Linked DNA regions of Mus musculus: regions 1 and 3 are each linked to region 2. A link is a contact called in public HiChIP or PLAC-seq data. All regions are on one chromosome and are shown on one strand. The core of a region is the stretch at or near the end of the contact, and the rest is flanking DNA. Distances in the headings are between cores, read along the strand shown.

Region 1 (4,109 bases), core at 211-2,710, 230 kb after region 2:
AAACTTCTCAGCGCAGGGTCCCATTTGGTTGTAAAGACCCATCTGACTTGAAGTCGGCAATTAAATTAGGAATGGTAGTGTCCGAGGTGGCTGTGGCTGGGCCCAGGGCTGACCCGGTAGGTTTCTAGAGCCGGTGGTCAGGAGGCGTCGAGTGTTTGAAAAAGTGCTAGCGACTTCGTCCCAGCATTGATCTTTGCTTTATTGCCTCCAGGAATGAGAATGGGAAGAATGAGTTTTCTACGCGCGCGTTTGTGTCTGTGTGTGAGTCTCTGTGTGTGTGTTAAACACAACAGCAATGCACGCCCTTTGCTGGTCAGCCCCGGGGGCCCGGTGCACGCCTCCGCCCAGTACACACGCGGCCAGGGATCGTTCAAAGTGCCCGCAGTGGCAGCCGGTTCGGCCGAGCAGTCTCCAGGAGCCAGAGAGGGCGGATCTGGGTGGACGCCGGCTGGAGACCCAGTTGGGAGGGCGGGCGGCTGGGAGGCGTGGGACTAGGACTGGACCTCGGGTGGTGAGAGTGCCGACTGTGGCGGAAGGCCGAGGCGAGTGTGGGCGCGCACGAAGACCCGCGCCCGGCCACCTTCGTGCGCGGCCCAGGCCGCCTGCCTCCATCCGGCTCCGTGGCGGCCCACTGCGTGACTCGCGCGTTCCCGGCCGAGTACGAGCTGTCCCTGGCCCTGCCTCAGCCAGACGCGGGGGAGAGAGAGTAGGGTCTGGTTAGTACCGGCCGGAAAGGAACTGGCCAGGAAAAAAAAAAAAAAAACAAGTGGAGGATGGATGGAATCATCCAGTTACAGAACACGCTCCGTGGGCTGGAGAAGCTCTGAACTCGGAGCGCCAACCCAGGGTCCGCTGGGTCCTGGCCCACCGCGCCCCCTCCTTGATCCTAGAGGACCGATGCTGGGGGCGAGCGGGGAATCCCCAAAGCTGGCAGAAACCAGCTCTGCGTGGTCCCTGCGCTCCGGGACCACCTGCTGCCGCGGCCCAGCCCGCCGCAGTATTTATACCGGGGCGCGAGCCCGCACGGCAGGGTGGGGGAGGGGCTGCAGGCCCCGCCCCCTATCAGGCGGCCCCGCCCTCCCGCACCTCCGACCAGATTCGGGGCTACCGAACCCCCCCTACTTCTCGCCCCCTACTCTGGCTAGCCGGGGGTCTGCAGCGGGCTGCCCGGTTGGCAGCACTAGCTGGAGGGCGGGCTTCCCTGCGGAAAGCGACGTCACGGCCGCTCCTGCAGTGTGAATGAATCAAAATGCCTGGGTGACCGCGGCCTCCAGGGCAGCCGGCACGCGAAGGGTGGAGGGGGAGGGGGAGAGGAGGGCGGGGAAGGGAAGGGGGGGAGCCAGAGCTGCAGCAACAGTGTCTCCTCAACCCGGGATGTGCACCAGCCCGGGAGAGCGAGATCAAAGGGATTTGAAACAGCCTGAGGACTGGCGGGGGAGGGGGCCAGCCAGCTTGTGGAGTCCTCCCGGAGACGCGGAGGGCTCGGTTTCCTCTGTGACTTCAGCGGCCTGGTTGGTTTTATTATTATTATTTTCAAATTTCCGAATCCAGCCAGAGGGAGAGAGCGAGAGATCTCGGTAGACTGCGACTTGCTGCCTCTGGCTCCAAGATGATGCAGAGCGCGGCTGTCCCCGCGGAGGGGGCTGTCAAGGGGCTCCCGGAGATGCTCGGTGTGCCGATGCAACGTAAGACACCCTCCTTTCTCGCTAATTTAATTTGATAACAAGACAGCTAACAGCCTCAGCGGGTGCGGGGAGGCCGGACGCGCCGTTCAAGGCACTGACCGGGAGGGGTCGGGGTGCAGAGGCGGTCACAGAGCTGGGGTACTACCAGTCAGTGTTTGAAGGGCTTGACTCTTGGCAATTTGGGATCGAATTCGAAAGATTCCGGGATACTGTTCGTGGAGGGCCCAAGGGTATAGAAAGTAGCATCTTTGGGCCGTCGCTTTTATGAGAACCCTAGGGAGGATGCTGTTTGGGGACAACAGAGGTTTCCAGCTACAGGCCAGGCCCGAGGGCAAAAGTGGTCCCCCAATTGATTACCTTTCGCGGCAATGGCCAAAGCTCGCAGAACCGCTGGTACAACTTTACCCCAGCTGGCGGGAAGTTGGAGAGCGCGTCCCGGGTCGCAGGGCTGTACAGAAGCCCCCTGTCACACTCTTGGTTTCGGCAGTTCGAGCACTTGATTGAGTCCCCAGTCACTGCTGCCCGGGGCACCCGCCGCCTGTGTTGCCGCCAGCAGACTGCTCCGGGTGAGCGAATGCACTCGCCACATTCCAGCTAGCCGAGGAATGCAGCGGCGAGAAGCTCTGGAACGAAGTTGTGCGTGCAGCCTTTGCTTAGGCGAGGGTAGGCAATCTTAGTGGCGCGGGGCTGGAAGAGGGAGAGAGACTCAGACGTGTGGGCACTTTGCTAGCTCTCTCAATTTCTTCCAGAGCCTGCAATTAGTTACGGCAGGTCTCTCACCCCAGGTTTCTGGTTTGTACGGATGTGCACACACGGCAGAGATTTTCCGGGTGGGAATCTGTCTGTGTTTCCGACTCCTGAACAGATAGAAGCAATCTGTGCAGAGACCCGAACAGGTTCTCAGGCTTAGCGCGCGCTTGCGGGCTCCTGGTTAAGTCTGGGTTTACAAACGGCTGCACTGGGCTAGGTGCCCCTGGGTACCCTAGAGAGATGAAGGGTTCCCTCGATGGGCTTGCCAAGAGACTACACTTCCGCTTACGACTGCTTTAGTGATGCGGTAGGAGTTTATTGTAAGTAAGAGCAGGCTCACCCAGGGATGGAGACTACCTACGATCCCCGGCGCAGCAGCGCGCCCTCCTGCGCCCTGCCTCTCCATCGCAGGGGTTCTGTAACACAAATCTCAGGGCGGGCTGTCCAGCCAATGTCTTGAGATTTATTGTAAAGTTTTTGAGAGAAAAATGGAAGAGATAGCTTCATTTGAGCCTGTTTTAGATTGTTCCTCCGCTGTAGCCTACAGTTCTTGTGTCGCCTGTTGGCGAACAGTTGCAAAGTTCGCTGCGCCTTGGAGAATTGACTGTCAGCGTATTCTGTAAGCAGTGTTGGTAATTGCTTCCAACAGCTTGTTGATTCTCATCTCCTAAACAAACAGAAAAGCAAACCCTTTCTAAGGTACCCACGTTCTTAAACTACTTGTAGCTATGCTGCACTCATAAGGGCGGTCTGTGAATGGATAAAGGATGTGGGGGTCTGACTCAATCCTCCTTAAGTACCTGTATTCTAATGACTTCCTCCACAGATGTCCTGTCCGGATTCTGGACTCTCCTCTGACGGTACTTTTTTTTTTTTTTTGTCATATACAAAATTCACATTGTCTTGATTTTTGTGTCTTTTGCTCAGGGATACTGAATGTCAGGAACTCGCTTTGCTAAAAAGACATGGAAATCATTTTAGCTTCATACATGTCTCCAAAGGCTGAGTCTGGACCCATACTGCAGAAAACTTAAGGAGGCGAAGAAAACTCTGGGCAGAGAGGGAGAAAAGGAGTGAGGGAGGGTTTGAGGGAGGGAGGGAAAGAGAGAGCCCACTTACTCGAGTGGTTCCCAAGGGCAAAGCCAACCAAGAAAGGGCATCAGCCTTTCCTTTTGTCTTTCTTGGGTTCTGTGGAAGAAAGAGGAGGTAGGTTGGAGGAGGCACCAGTCAAGACCGAAGGGTCCAATCCTGGAAGAGTTCACGAGTCTTTCTCCTTCCCCTCACAAGCATATCTACCCACCAGCTTTACCCTGTGACTGGGGGACAAGTTTGGAATGGTTCCTTCTCTCAATTTACATTAATCTCCTCTTTCCTGATGGTAGGGAGGGCTTAATTATCTAAGAACCATGCAGGAAGAGTATGGGGTCCACACTTGGGCATGGAGGAGAAATAGGGGTAACCCTAAGGCTGTGATCTCTCTCAGCCCCTAGAAAAGATATAGCACAGAGAGACTCTTTCAAGGGAGATGAACTCTCCAGTGGGCCAAGCAAGTTTGGGTTAACCCCTTTCTCACAGATGCTCTCTGTATTTCCATCTCTCAGAACCACCTTGAAGAGTACTTGACAGTAGTATATGGATCCCTAACCTAGGCACCCCTGATGCCCTAGATTGTAG
Region 2 (4,369 bases), core at 1,632-4,131:
CAGTGAAGAAAGGAACTTGCTTGCACGGCAAGAGCAAGCAGACAAAGAGCACATGGCCTCCTTCTTCCCTGTCCTTACATAGCACAGGTTCTCAACCTTCCTAACGCTGGGACCTTTTAGTAAAGTTCCTCATGGTGTTGTGACCCCCCTCCCCATCATAAAATTATTTCTTTGTTACTTCATAACTGTAATGAATTGTAATGTAAATATGTAATATGTAGACTATCTGATATGTGACCCCCAAAGGAGTCACAATCCATAGACTGAGAACCACTGTTCTATAAGAAAGCAAGCTGAGCGAGCCATTGTGAGCAAGCCAGTAAGCAGTACCCTTCCATGCCTCTGCATCAGCTCCTGCCTTCAGGTTCCTGCCCTGTTTCAGTTCCTGTCCTGACTTCCTTCAGTGGATGAATAGTGACGTGGAAGTGTAAGTCAAATAAACCCTTTCCTCCCCAAGTTGCTTTGGTAATGGTGTTCCTTCACAGCAATAGAAACCCTGACTAGGACAAATATGTAGACCAAAATTATACGACGAATACATAGCTCCACCAGGCTCCAAATCCAGACCTTTGTGATTACAGAGTTCATGATCTTATGATCTTGGTGTACCATGAAGATGACAGATGTCGCAATGAAACATGATCAACCCACAAAACTCTAAGAGGATACTTTGTCATCTGTCCAATGAACAGCATTGTGGAGTTTGCAGATAGAACAACTGCAATGTATAAACACCCAAACTCATGGCAATTCTCCCGTCTCAGCCTTCCAGGTTGGGCTTACTGGCATGTGTCACTATGCCTGGCTTTTCAAGACAATCCTATTGAATAGATACATTAGCTTGGATTCATAGGCATTAAGTGGAGGGTCTGGAGGGCTCAGAGGACACACAAGTGTTGAGAGCATTTTCTACTTTATTGTACCATCTTCAGGGAGATGGAGAGAGAAAAGCTTTGCCAGCAGGAAGTGAGAAGTTTCCACTAATCTTATCTTGGCAGCTGGAGGCAGGGTAGGGATAAAACTTGAGGCACCCTCTGAACGTACTGATTTAATCATTTGCACTGGAGGAATGTGGCTACTTTCATAAAACTGTGAGGGAAACGAACAGACTATGATACACTTGAAAGCCAATATTCTTGAGGGAGTAAAAAGAAATCACAGAGTGTCAAAAAGAAGAGAGATTATCTAGTATCTAGGCATGGTGGTGCAGGTCTGTGATCCTAGCACTCAGGAAGACTGTGAGTTCCATGCCAACCTGCAGGATCTTCTGAGAGAGAGAGAGAGAGAGAGAGAGAGAGAGAGAGAGAGAGAGAGAGTGAGAGAGAGAGAGAGAGAGAGAGAGAGCGCAGTTGAGAACCAATGCTGGAAATTTGATGAAAACAGGAGTTCAGGCTGATAGCAGAGAGCAATGCTGACACCATAACAAAAACCTCATTGCCTTTCTGTTGATCACGAGGTAACGTAGGAGGTGGGAAACTATGTTAGCTTTAGAGTAAAGGAGATTATTTCCCATTGATTGGTGCTATAATATTGGGCAGATAGTGTTTCAGAACCCACTATTAAAAAGTAATCATAACTCAATAAGGGGATTGGATACGTTCTTTAAAATAACTAGGCTGGAGAAAAGGTAAATTTCACTTTTCTTTTTATTACATGTATGTATGTATGTATGTATGTAATCATACATGTCTTCTCATGCACCTGCACGCAATGCAGATCAGAGGACACCTTAGAGGAATCTGCTCTCTTGGTCCACCATTCTGGGTCCGGGGATCAAACTAAGATCGCCAGGCGTGGTGGCAATTCCCTTTACCTGCTAATCCATTTCCCTGCCGCAGTTCCACCTTTCAAATCTTTTTCTTGCTACTGCTTGCGTACTCGGGATCTCCACAACTCTCATTCTTTGCTGAAGTGCTGTTCTCAGGGAGGGTGTATACATTGACATATGTGCAGGACTTTTGTACATTCACGTAGTTCCTGCTGAGGCGCGGCTGTCTTATGGGGAGGATCAGTTATTGTCGTCTGCTTTTATTGATATGGTCAAGGTAGCGAACATTTATTGAACATCTACAGTGTTGTAGTTACTGTGCCAGGCCCTACTGGGTATACATAGAAAAAGGAGACTTTAAGACACCCATGGTACTTTAGATGAGAAATAATTTCGAGGCAAAGTAACTATCGGAGCCCAGAAGGTGGAGAGCTTAGCTGCAGTGAGCACCTAGCGGAAGGTGTCAGGCATTATTCGCAGAAAAGCTGTCCTTTACAGTCTTGACAGACGATAAAATTCACCAAGCGGAGGCTGGTGACAAAGACAAAGCTAAGAGAAAATATGTTGACCCCAGAGGGCTTCTCAAACCACAACACCGAAGGGAAAGGAAACGTAGTTTTTGCTTGTTTTGGAAAGAGCTTAAGCCATCAGTGTGCGTGCTGAACAGAACTGTAAACCCCTGGCCAATGAGAGGGCCGCAGTGACAGCAGCGAGCAGCCGCAAAGCTGCGGTTACTCCGATCCGCCTAGAGTGACGATTCCTTCTGAATCGTCTGCCGGGTCCCGGATCCCTGGGTCACCCTTGTCAAGTCCTCAGCGTGTTTTGGCTCGGGGGTGACCCGCTCAGCCAGAAGGCCCAATTAGCGTCAAAGGGAAGGGGGTGGTCTCCTCTGCGGATAGACTCTGGCTCCTCCCGAGTCCCGCCGAGCTCCCAAAGCGCCACACCAAAGATGGCTTCCCCGCATCCTCTAGCCTCGGGTCCGATCGCGCTCCTCCGTCGGCCACACTCAACATGGCTGGCCTTCACCCAGGGTTGCATTCCTGCGGAACCGTCTCCGGACAGTTCTCGCGAGGTTTGGCGAGTCTCTCTCCCCCCCCCCCCGCCCTCTCCCTCCCTGACTGCTCCCGCCCTGCCTCGCGCCGCCGCCACCGCCACTGCCGCCGGCGCCGCTCCTCCTCCGTGTCAGTTGTTGAGCTGTAATGGCGACTGGGCCGCCGCTGCCGAAGTGACTCCCGGGGCGGGGGAGCGGGGCCGGACCTGCGCCTGAGAGGACTGCGGAGAGCCGCAGCTCGGGAGGGGGCTCGCGGCGGGGCAGAGGAAGGCCGCCTCTGCGCCTCTCCTTCCTTGCCTGCCGCCCGGCGGATCCCGGGAGCCGGGGCGAGGCGGGCACCCGGTGCGTCCCCGGAGCGGGGAGGCCAGGCCGGGCAGCCCTGGGGCCGGTCGGGGCGGCGTCACTGCACCCTCCGCCAGGCCCCGCGGGATGCACCGTGGGAGCCGAGGGCGGAGGCGACACTCTCAGGTGAGCTGCGGGGAGACCTGGCGGAGCCTGCTCCGCCTCGGATGTCTCTGTCCGCGGTCCCAGGTCCCCGAGGTGGCCAGAGAGGCGGGGCGGGGCCCCCCTGGCACTGCCTGACGTCCCCCCCGGGGACCCTCCTTGGGTCCCGAGACTTTTCCTGGAGGGTCATCCTGAGACCTGGGCTCCCGGACCTACTGGTGCCCACGGAAGACAAGATTTCTTTGCTTACCTGCCAGTGTCGCCCTCAGCACCCTCGCCCCTCCTCTTGTCTGCATAGAGTTAAGCCACCTCTCACCTTTGGTCTCCGAAGTGTCCCTTCTTCGTTTGGAGATCGAGCATATTTTGGGAAATTCCGGGGCACTAGCTCCAGTGTCAGGAACAGTTTCTGTTCCTTTTCCTGGGTGTAATATTCTCAAAGTGCAGTATGGGGAAAACTTTGATCACCTCCAGTCCAGCAGCAGTTGTTGAATGGAGTCCACCGGCTTATTCACACATGATTGGGTGGAGAGGGGGTGACATTTAACAAGCCTTACACGTTGGAAGTTGTCACTTTCCCTCCCCTCCCCCCTCTTTTAAATTCAGACTAATATGCTAAATCATATTTAGTTAATGTCACAGATACAGGCAGAAATTTGCCAGGGTTTTAGTTTTCAAGTTCGGAACTTGCAAATAGGTATAGATTTTTTTTTAAATGGATTTTTTGATGTTGTAACAAATGTTTCATTTGGGGGGAAAAAATAGGCCCTTAGGAATAGTGGTCGGTATCCATGTACTCTACTTAATTGTTTTGCTGGTGTTTCTTGTTTTGAAATTGGAGAAGTCGTTAGTGTTGCCATGTTAACCTGCTCCCTTCGCTTGTATTTTAAAGATTTAAATGGACAGTCCATCCTAGACCAACCTACTATTAGCACCTGGGAATTTTTGAAGAGGCAATAATGAAATACTACAAACTGCTCTCCATTTAAAAACTTTCTTAATTTAAAATACTGCTTTTTAAAAAGGCAGCGTGCTGCTAATAACTTGGGATTGTGACTTTGGGAGACTCCTAGACCTGTACTAGAAGTTATTGCAAGCCCATGAAAGTG
Region 3 (4,337 bases), core at 1,803-4,302, 190 kb after region 2:
ACAAGAAAGCCTGGAGTGGAGAGCCCCCCCACCCCCCATCCCCACTCAGCCTGCCTTGTCACATTTGAGCCGTTACTAGGGCTGGCCACTGGGTGGCGTTTGGTCACCGAGGTTTCCCTGCCCTTGCTGTCCAGAGCCCTTTAATTCATCGCTGCTTCTGATACGTGGCCTTAGAAGGCAGAAAGAAGGTGCCAAGTCAGGGTGGCAGGCAGAGGTCAGAGAGAAGTGCTGACTTTCAGCTGTAAATCTGCGTGTGGACCCAGAGCTCCCGGGAGCTGACCAGGAGGAAGCGCTCTGAAGCACAAGTCTTTCCGGCCATTTGTCACTCTGGGGGGCTGGCTAGCCCCTGCCGTTTGATAAGGAGGGTTAATGCCCTCTCGGATGCTGCCTCTGTGACACTCTCATATTAGGATTCTTCTCCTGGTGTCTTCCTCCTCCTCCTCCTCTTGGCACATCTCTCAGCTCACTGTCTTCTCCACCTTCATCTTTCCTCTTGTGGTTTTATCTGCTCTGCTTCACCGCTGCGTCCCCTTCACCCCACCCCACCCCCACAGGCGTTTGCACATGCACACATGTGCACACATGCACACATCCCCTCCTCCCTTGAGTCCTTGTGGTTTTAAAGTGCTGATACTAATCAGATTTGAGTTGACTTATTGTCAAAGTAGCTTTTCATGTTCCTCTGAGGCTCTTGGGAGTTACCATCAAGATTTGGATCTTGGCCCTAAGCCCTAGGCTAGCCTGTCCATACTGGCGGCCCATGAGCTAAAAAATGAAAGGTCTTTTGCCAGCCTAGCCTATTACCAATGAAGGTTTCTCCTCAGTTTGGTTCTTGTCTTTTCAAAAGAAAGAGCTGAGCCAAGAAACACAGACAGCTAAAAACAGTTTACTTATCAAAAGCAAAAAGGAGAGTGCACTCCAAGCGGGAATGGGCATTCCAAAGGGAGGTGGGTAGAGTCCCACTGGGCCCTGTGTTAGGGATTTAAAGACTTTTTATGGTGCCTCCCTCTGGTGACACCACTGACACCCTCTTCCCTAGAGCATGATCTTTCTTCCATCTTATGGCTTGAGACGTCCCTGCAGTTTTTCCTTCCTGGCTTAGCAGGATGTTTGTCGTGGGGAGGGGGTCCTGGTGTCTGTTTCCGAAGAACCCAACCACTGCTCCCAGGAGGCTGGGTGATAAAGGGATTCTGGGCATCAGAGAGCAGCTGCCAAGATACAGCTGCAGTTTTCCTCAATTACCTGACGCGTAGCCCCTTGCCTACTCCACATAAGTCCGGCTGGGCCATCAGTTGCTGCGTCAGAAGACTGCCTGAAGAGATTTGTGCCCAGTGTTCAAGGCAGTCCTGGGGAGTGGTGTGGTGCTTGGAACTTTCTCTGAGTGGTTTCATGTGGTTAGGTCAGCGTTGTAGCCTGAGCCTTGATAGGAGAGACCCACAGGGCCTAGGCTACATAGAGTTTCTTCTCCTCTGTCCAGAATAGAGTATATGAATTCACATTTGTGTCTGATGGTTTTTGTTACAACGTAAAACTCTATAGAATTGTTTCTTACTCTCCAATCGCCACTTGCTCCTCCCTACAGTACTTCCCTGGGCAGCCTTTGGTCCAGAACTTCTTGCATTCCATAAACGACTGGCTTCAGAAGCAGCAGAAGAAGAGGATCCCCTACAGTTTCTTCAAAGCTGCTCTGGACAGCAGGAAGGAGGTGAGTCCAGCAGGCAAGTGAAGGCCCTATCAATGCCTCGACATGTCTGGGACTGGGAGGACTTAATGCCTCAACACTTGGTGACGTTATCCAGAGGTTTGCATTAAGTGATTCCATTTATCACTAATAAGCTGCTTCGTTGGGTCCTATGGAATATCTCATCGAATCCTCATACATCAGAATTTTCACTTAGCAGATGAAGAAAGCAAGTTTAGGAGATTACATAACGGTTCTAGCCTAAGACCCTGTAAGGACCTGTCAGTGAACAGAGCTAACACCTCTGAGGGATGAGGCAGTGGAGACTTATTTTTGAGATAGGGCCTTACTCTGTATATAAGGCTACTGACCTTGAAACTCAGCAATCCTCCTGCATCAGCTCCCCAAATGTGAAGATGATAGGCATGAGCCACCACATTTATCTAAGACACCAGAGTTCTTAACTCTTGCCTGCTTCCCCAGCATGGCCCCCAGCAGAGCACCTGTTCTTTCTGCTGTCTGCAGAAACAAGCCATACCCAGTGGACATACAGACCCATGTGAGTTTATAAGGAGTCAAGGTTCCAGGGACCTCGATAGAACTTGGTCTATGCCATGAGTTCTCAGATCTGCTAATCTTCTGGCCAAGAAGATGGCTGTGGTGCTGTGGGCTCCTGGAAGCTTCTCTTGTCATCCCCGTTTCCACCCCTTCTCTTGTCTGCTTGTGCACTCATGCTCATGTGTGTCCCTTCTAGGATGCTGTCCTTACTGAGAAGGTGAACTGGGTCGGCTGCCAGGGCAGTGAGCCACACTTCCGGGGGTTTCCCTGCTCACTGTGGGTCCTCTTCCACTTCCTGACGGTGCAGGCAAACCGATATAGTGAGGCCCACCCACAGGAACCAGGTGAGTCCAGGGCCTGCTCACTGCACTCTGCCTCAAATCTGTCTGTCTGTCACATCTGTCTGTCCCCCATGGGAGTCAGCTAGACTGATCCTGTATTAGTGGGAGGCAGAAAGAAAAGGAAGTGTTTGCAGGAATACAGTTCTGGAGATGCTGAGAAGAGGGAGGCAGAGCTGACAGAGCCATGATGTGGGGCAGTTAGACCTGGAGTGGGGGTGGGGGAGATGGAGCAGGAGGGGGCACAGTGGTACAGACACTGATGTTGCAAAGCAGAGACAGACACACACACACACAGACACACAGAGAGAGATGGGAGAGAGAGAGGGGGGGGGAGGGAGAGAGAGGGAGAGGGAGAGAGAGAGAGAGAGAGAGAGCACTCCTACGAGGTCCTGGGGGATAGAGGGAGGTTACTTTCTACAGCGTTGGAGCTCTGCAGAGGAAGGAATGTGTAGAAGCAACAGGAAGTGAGCCCCAAGGTATCTGAGGTACAGGAAGAGAAAAAAAACATAGAAAGTGTGGGTGGGTGACCTTCAGGAGAGTCTGGTTTCAGTTCAAGAAAAAGTGTGGGAGTCGACAGAGACCCTTGCTAGTACCAGCCTATATGGGGGAGTCAGAGTGAGAATAAGGAGGGACATAGAGGCAGACTAGAAGCTATTTAGACCAGAGGAGGATAGACTTCTAAGAGGGTCCCAGAGAGGTGAGGCTCGCCAGAGAGCAAGTTGAGTGGGAGCTGAAGCAGGCAGGTGGAGGAGGAGGATGGAGGCTGGGATGAGTGACCTGCTTCTGTCACCTGTCTAGTCATGCCACAGAGCCTGAACGTCCCACTGAAGAGGAGAGGGGGAACTGAAGTTTAGGAGTTTGGGAGGAAATGGGACCATCTCTGTGGTGACCCCCGAAAGGGTAGAAGTAGGCAAGGGAGTATTAGGCCTGTGTCATAGGCTGGAACGTGAGGCACTTTGCTGGGGACCACAGCAGAGTTGAGGAGGGTGGGGCAGCCTGTGGGGAACCCTGATGGAGACAGCAGAGGCTGGCAGTGTGAAGAGCCTTTCTGTGGTGTCTCCTTTTCCCTGCAGCTGATGGCCAGGAGGTCCTCCAAGCCATGAGGAGCTATGTTCAGTTCTTCTTTGGCTGTCGTGACTGTGCGGACCATTTTGAGCAGATGGCTGCAGCGTCCATGCACCAAGTGAGAAGTCCCAGTAATGCGATTCTTTGGCTCTGGACTAGCCACAACAGGGTTAACGCTCGCCTCTCAGGTAAGGAGGGCTTACTTCCAAGGCTGGAGGTGGCAATGGGGGCCATACTGGCTGTCATTTTCAGTGGCACTCTATGCTTCTTACACATATCTGCCAGTCCAGTCTCATTGGCCCCATGTGCAGAGGAAGCAGATGGGGACACTGAATGACCCTGGTGCTCAGTGCTAGTGTTCCTTCCCCTGCTGGTCCCAGGACCCCTCTCTCCTGCTCCTCCGCTCTGCGGTCCCTCTATATGCCTCTTATCAGACTAACAGGGAAAAGAGCATGGGTTTTCCATACCCAGAGAAAGTTCTTACCAGAGTGGGCTGGGGAGTGGGGAGCCTCCCCAATGTAAGTAGTTACTTACATTGTTTGCCTTTCCGTGCAAGTGGGAGCATGGTAGTTCCTACACAGAGCCTGGGAGGGAGCCTTCTCTAGACTGGATGCTACACATCTGGGGAGTAGTGTATACCTCCCAGGCAGCCCTCCTAGGGTAGGAGTTGGGTGGAGCCGCTGGTACTGTAA

Evidence for each region. HiChIP or PLAC-seq counts read pairs in DNA pulled down with a chosen protein or histone mark.
Region 1: an HNF4G HiChIP or PLAC-seq map of pancreatic cancer cells shows a contact between it and region 2. The contact joins the promoter of Lhx4 here to the promoter of Cep350 in region 2. A contact is called at or near these places in 2 of 39 promoter capture datasets (embryonic stem cells and stem cell-derived epiblast-like cells), 2 of 484 Hi-C or Micro-C datasets (embryonic stem cells and nephron progenitors), 3 of 115 datasets of contacts at active chromatin or transcription factors (embryonic stem cells and pancreatic cancer cells) and 1 of 9 other capture datasets (adipose tissue).
Region 3: an H3K4me3 HiChIP or PLAC-seq map of the SCID.adh cell line shows a contact between it and region 2, with 13 read pairs. The contact joins the enhancer-like site here to the promoter of Cep350 in region 2. A contact is called at or near these places in 8 of 39 promoter capture datasets (the 3T3-L1 cell line, the C10 cell line, embryonic stem cells and 4 more), 4 of 115 datasets of contacts at active chromatin or transcription factors (the HPC-7 cell line, the SCID.adh cell line, embryonic stem cells and 1 more) and 3 of 9 other capture datasets (adipose tissue, liver and pancreatic islet).

The regions. Positions count from the first base shown.
Region 1 is chr1:155,739,378-155,743,486 of GRCm38.p6, reverse strand. It overlaps Lhx4 (LIM homeobox protein 4), which reads left to right and starts at 1,460. Exons shown (of 6, transcript NM_010712.2): 1 at 1,460-1,685. The coding sequence starts at 1,610.
Region 2 is chr1:155,971,767-155,976,135 of GRCm38.p6, reverse strand. Cep350 (centrosomal protein 350) reads left to right here and starts at 2,881. Exons shown (of 38, transcript NM_001039184.1): 1 at 2,881-3,287.
Region 3 is chr1:155,780,771-155,785,107 of GRCm38.p6, reverse strand. It overlaps Qsox1 (quiescin Q6 sulfhydryl oxidase 1), which reads left to right. Exons shown (of 12, transcript NM_001024945.1): 9 at 1,583-1,705; 10 at 2,436-2,583; 11 at 3,654-3,833. Among named protein-coding and RNA genes, the nearest start is that of Qsox1, 30 kb to the left of the region's middle. Within about 2 kb of position 3,052, at least 37 of the 459 cell types and tissues checked have an H3K27ac peak or open chromatin away from gene starts, as enhancers often do. A contact at or near this core is called in the SCID.adh cell line and memory CD8 T cells, where this site is marked.